2 separate regions of the Pelodiscus sinensis genome follow, and region 2 is linked to region 1. A link is a contact called in public Hi-C data. All regions are on one chromosome and are shown on one strand. The core of a region is the stretch at or near the end of the contact, and the rest is flanking DNA. Distances in the headings are between cores, read along the strand shown. Region 1 holds the start of SKIDA1 (SKI/DACH domain containing 1). Region 2 holds the start of BMI1 (BMI1 proto-oncogene, polycomb ring finger).

Evidence for each region. A called contact is a pair of places that touch in the nucleus more often than the background predicts.
Region 2: a Hi-C map of liver shows a contact between it and region 1, with 5 times the contacts expected there. The contact joins the promoter of BMI1 here to the promoter of SKIDA1 in region 1. A contact is called at or near these places in 3 of 5 Hi-C or Micro-C datasets (liver and an unstated tissue).

What each region holds. Positions count from the first base shown.
Region 1 is chr2:222,136,976-222,139,993 of ASM4963464v1, reverse strand. SKIDA1 (SKI/DACH domain containing 1) reads left to right here and starts at 1,394. Exons shown (of 2, transcript XM_075922501.1): 1 at 1,394-2,906.
Region 2 is chr2:222,903,714-222,906,731 of ASM4963464v1, reverse strand. BMI1 (BMI1 proto-oncogene, polycomb ring finger) reads right to left here and starts at 1,579. Exons shown (of 10, transcript XM_075922504.1): 1 at 1,000-1,579.

The DNA of each region.
Region 1 (3,018 bases), core at 145-2,644:
TTTTTATACAACTTTTCAAACATGAAAGTAATCAGATAAATGTGAAAATGTGTTCAGTACTATATTATGAAAATTATTTTCTTTGTTTTCCACTAGATTTATCCTTTGATCAGAAAGCTTCAGAACTGAAATATAATCTCACTGTAGGATGTAGATTACACCTTACTCAAAGTGAAAAAGAGCACATTTGATTAATAAGATGTGTATTCAGACCTATATATTGTTGCATGTGCACATAGTTGGTAAAACAGGCATACTTACACCTTCTATTCTGAAGAAGTGTGAGGCAAACATCCATCTTTAGAATTGTGTTCATCTTTGATTTTAAGGGAGGCTGATATGGTCAACAAAATTACCAAGGAAATGTACAGCAGGATCCCACACACAAACACACACACACAGAGGGAGCAAGTAAATTATTGCATAAGTTTTAATATAATTGATAAAAGACACCTTTAATTTTTCCTGTGCATTCTTTTGGCTAGCATTCACATTAATAATCTAAACCATAAATGTTGGTAGCTATTGATTAGAATCCCCTGTGTGTGCAAATCCAGTTTCAAGACCCCTGCCTTTACAGGGTACGTGGGAGTGCACCGGCAAGGGCCTCTACCAGCTTTCTTTATAGTTATCTACCCCCAGTGTGCCTGAAGAAGATCCTAATATACAGTGTGTGCTGATGGCCATAAGAAAGCTGCCTGACAAAAAATGATGGAGAAGTGAAAGAAACAAAAGACTCTGTGTGTTATATGGGGAAAGATATGCAATTGAAAGTCCATGTATTTCTATGAGTGTGTGTGTGTGTGCTGTGAAAGAGAGAGAGAGAGAAGAGAGAGAGTTAGTGTGTGTGTGTGTGTGTGTGTGTGTGTGTGTGTGTGTGTGTGTGTGTGTGTGAGAGAGAGAGAGAGAGAGAGAGAGAGTTAGTGTTAGTGTGTGTGTGTGAGAGAGAGAGATTTTGTCTAAGACTTCTGGCTCTCTCATTTAACATTGGCTCTGACTACATTCAGAAGCTCATGGCTATACCTTTTGGGGGGGCAGATTCGGGAACAGCTTCTTGTTTCGAACATTTGATAGAGCAAGTATTAAACAAACAAAAAAGCATATATTTTAAAAATAGTTGCTGAATCTCATTACCACACTGTTATCTGCAGTAAAAGTGTGTGTGTGTGTGTGTGTGTGTGTACTTAACAGCAACCGAGAACAACTAAACTACCTGGCAAAGAAATGACTTTTCAGCCCACCTTTTTTGTAATGTCTTCTTTAAAAGCTTTATCTGAGTTTAGTTTCTTTACTGTTTGAATCCACAGCCTTAACCTTAAAACAGGGGGAGGGGAATAGTGTGGTGGGGGTGGGAGTGGGAGTGCGAGCAGCATTAAAGTGCATCAGGAGGAATTTTTAAACGATCTCATTGTCTGTAGTTCTAGAAAGACTACGATGATTTCCTTTTAATGCTAGCAGCTGTTTTCCCTCGCAAGTTTACTTTCAGCGAGAGAATATAAAATGACGTCTCTTACGCAAATGAGAAAGGAAAATGTACGCTGATAAATCCAGATGCAATGCAAAAGAAGGCTTAACTCTGTGGATGGTATTAGCTGTGACGAGGCATTGTTCACTGCTGCCTCTTGGTTACGTTTAAAGGCTGAAATATCACGAGATCCATTCAATGATCCTTTTCTCATTCAAGGGACAAAATGTAATTTGCTGTAGCTCTGGTTTCTTGGATGGGAATACTATCCTTAGTATTTCAAAAGGAAGAGCTAGACGTGGTTTGTACACACATTGATTAAGTTGAAGAGCAGCGATTACATCTGTGCAGAGAGCAACAGTAGTCTAGGGGTGCCTTTGCAAATCTCAACCTTCTGAGTTGCAGACTCTCCTAAATAGACTTCCTTAATTTCCGGATGCACTTCTATACATTCCCGGTTCTCTCCAGAATTCCTGCGCAATTGAGAGGTTGTGTGTATTTTACCTTGTAACGCAAAACTACCGAACATTATTTTTAAAGCGATCCTTTTATTTATTACAGCTATACCTGATGGTGTAATACGAGATCCACTCACCATATTGCCAATCTATAGAATGGATAATGGAACTTTTGAATTAGAGGGGAAAAATTAGTCCCAGAAATACGAGCTGTTTTCTTAATCACACGGATATGTCTAATTTTGGATACGCAGTGAACTATTGCTGTATATAAGTGCTTGCGTTATATCCAGTTTTCAGTTGCAAACTGATTATAGGCGGATAGTTATTTTTGCAGCTTTTGACATGCAAACCGCAAACATCATTTTAACGCACGAAGGAAGAGGTTTGCTAACATTGCAACATTTTCGAAATCATTTGTGCCTGACTGAAGTATTTTAACGTCACCGCGAAGAGGTTAAGCCTCCTTGATGCTTCTTCAAAATGATTTTTAAAAGGGTTGGTACAAATGGAACAGCTAAATTCTGCAGAAGGCCTGCCCCAAACTGAACGTACAGACTGCAAACCAAAAGTCTCCTGGACCACTGAAGTATTCTACATCGTGTGCCAGCACTTTTTTGTTATTACGTAAAGCCTCTGGAAGCACCTTGGATATTTTACATTCTTTTTTCTCTACTTGAAGCAGTCAGCACACAAGAATCCTGATGTGGAGTTTGGGTCTCTAGGACATTGCAGCTTGTGATCCAGCACGGTTAATTGTGAAAAGTGTATACATTTCTGGCTTATCTATGCTTTGTTATGGGTCTGACGTGAGCCCACGTCCTCCTTCCCCTCCCCCAATATTACAGACAGAATTTCAGCTAAAGAGTTACAGTATTACGGTGCTGGAAACCTTGATATGCAGACAGCAAAAGACAAACTTAAGTCTCTGACTGTAGAAAGACAATTAAATAGAAGAGGAAAATCAAGAGAAACTCGAAAATGTAAGTATTCGATCTCGGTTTTTAACAACATAGCACTTAACTGTGGAGCTTCAAAAAGGGAAATACCAGGCTATTCTGCACATTTTCAATAAGCTTCATTTTCCACACAATG
Region 2 (3,018 bases), core at 330-2,829, 770 kb before region 1:
CAGTAAATAGCTAGGAAAACTCCAAGTTGTGTATTGTCAAGGCCACACAATTCCATAAACATACACAATCCACTTGTTAATGCCACCCAAAATCAGCACCAGGAGAAAATTCGTCAAGACTTTACCAAGAATTTCATGTTAATTTATCCTTCCCGGGCTTAGAAGGAAAATACCAGTTAAAAGAAAGTCATTCAAAAAGCCACTCTGTCCTGCAGTCACACCAGCTTCGTTATAGTAAATAAGCACACCCACTTTAAGGATCATAGTCAAAGTAATTTCTTCCCCAAAAAGTTATCTTTCAACTTTGGTCTCCCCTGTGCCCCCCTCAAGACGTACAAGTCTAGAAACTTTAGCATTTTAAGCCCAAATGCAAACGGAGGCATTGGAAACAACTGGGAACCGCCATCTTACAAGCCATCAAATTTCACAGAAGTGTTTGTCCAACTTAAGTTAATAACATTTTCTTTGCGGTCCCCCCCGGTCTAACAACCCTTCCAGGGGGTTCCCTACCCTCCAGTGGCCCTATCTCTATAAAATGGGTGCAGTATCTCACATTTTAAACCCCCCCAAGCACGGTTCTTTCGGAGAGGACTGAAATCACTTGACCTAGGCAGCTCCAGATTTCATGAACCGTCCCCGTTTAATCAAAATCTGCCTTTAAACAAAGGGCGCTGAGGCCGGGCTGGAAGCAAGGACGGGAAATATAAATATTCTCCTAGGGGGCCATGTGCACAGAAACATTTTAGGGGGCAGCTGAGGAAAGAAATGAACTAAAATTTGCAAATGTGGGTGCGTAACGAAAGTGAGTGCACAGGCGGCTGCTGCTGTGTGTCGATGTGTGTGTGTGTGTGGTTGGAGCAGCCTGTCAGCGCTTTTCCCATACAGAGAGCTTGGGGGACATCTAGGCTCCCCTTTGCATCCCCCAAACCGGCCTAAACCCGCCGCAAAGCCCCCTTCGCCCCCCGTCCTTGGCAAGGAGACACCTCGCTTCATACATACCCGGAAAAAGGAGCCGGTGGGTGATGATCGGAGCGGCCAAAAAAGACAATGAAAGTTAAAAGTCGTTCAGCAGAAAATGAATGTGAGCCAAGCGGCCATCTTGAAATGAACTGCAGACGCTGTCAATTGCAATAAGCTTATTGCTGCTGCTGCTGCTGCTCTCAGCTCATGTTAGTTACAAAACAAGCGGGTTTTCTCCTCTCCTCCACCGACCCTTCTCACTCCCTCGCTCTCTCCCTCTGAGTTGGGTTTTTGGGTGGCCGAGGAGCAGGGAGTTTAAAATCTTTCTAATCCGGATGGGTTCTCTCTCCACCAGCCCATTGTCTCCCCCTCGTCCCCCTGCTCTGCCTCTTGCTCTCCTTTTTATTATTATTATTTCATAGCTGTTGGTGGGGAAACGGGGAAGGGAGGGCGGAGGAGGGAAAAAATGCAACGCTGAAGGCACACAGTGGAAACTGACACCGTCCCCAAAATGGCTCAGAGTTCGCCCGCCCCGCCAGCATCACGTGGGGCTCCTCATTCCTTAAGGGTGGCCTGGGAATTAGTGTCGGTGTAGTCGGAGCTCGTCAGCCTCCCCATGACCCAATCCCACAACTCAGCCGCCTCCCCCTCCTCCTCGCACGCCACCCCTCCCCCTTCCACTCCACACACACTCTGCCTGGTCCTCCTCCCCCCCAACCCGCGCGCACACACACACCCTGCCTATGCCTCCTTTTCCTCGCTGCACACACGCCGCTTCGCCCACCTCCTGCCCCCACTTTACACTCATTCCCCACTTCTCCTCCCCCCGCCGCGCACTTTGCTTTTCCTCCTCTCTCCCCGCTCCGCACCTCTTCGATCCCTAGTCCCCTCCAGGCACTGCGAGCCCCGATTCCCCCTTTCCTTCCACCTTCGCCCCTTTTCCTCCCGGTGCCGCGCACACTGCCCCTTCCTCCTCGCCCCACATCTACACACACCAGCTGCCTCCTCACATCTCCTGCCCCCTACTCTGCACTCCTGGGCCAAGCTGGGCGCTGTACACACAGACCTGACTCCTCTTCACCTCCCCCTCCCAACTGCCTTCTCCTCCCCCGGCTCTGCCCTACGCGGCACACATGTGTCCATTCTCCCCCCTCCAACCCCGGCTCGCAGCGCATCGCCTCCTGGGGCCGCACTTGGAGCCAAAGCCTCGGGATTTGCCCCACTGAGCACACGCCTTACCCTCGTCCCGCTGCTCCTAGCACTTGCCCCCTCGAGGCACATACAGTTTCCTTTCTCCTGCCCCACTCCGCATCCCGTGCTGCTATCCCCGCTGCCCTTCCACACAGCTGTTCCCCAGAACACGCCGCCTGCCTCCCGCTTTCTCCACATCCACGTGCCACGCACCCTCAGCCTTCCCGCCACTCGTCCACCTTCCCCTCCTCGCCCCCTTGGAGACACAAGTTCCCCGTGCCCGCCTTCGCTTCCCACTTTATCCTTTGCCCCAACTCTCCCCCTTTGCTTGCTTCCTCCTAAGCAGACGCGTTGGCTCCCTGTTTCAGCCAGACCCTTGTTCCCCGGCATCCTCCGCCCCCATCAAACCCATCCTGAATCCTCCCCACGCCCTGTCACACACACTCGGTATAGACCGTCCCCAGCGCATAGTCTTGGCCCGCCTGGCTCCCTCCTACTCCATGGTCAAATTCCTTCCTCCCCCCGCACACCCTGTTTCCTTCTGCCTCTCCCACCCCAACTGCCTGGGACCCCCCTCTTGCGCCCCAGGCACGGCGCTGCTGCTTGACGCTGCGCTCATCTCCTGTCCCCCGCTGGGTATAGCCCCTGTGTGAACAGGAGGCTCCCGGCTGATGGACACGTTCCACCGCAGTGAAAAGCTGCCGGGCCCGAGACAGAGGACCCCCCCCCCCCGCCCCGGGGAATACAGGGAAGGGACCATACCAGAGAATATTGACCGATGGATAGAGGAGGGGGCAAGGCGAGTCCTGTATTACCTCCCCTCCTAAGACCATCTAGACTCGCTGCAGAGCAATAAACCCCCTCCTG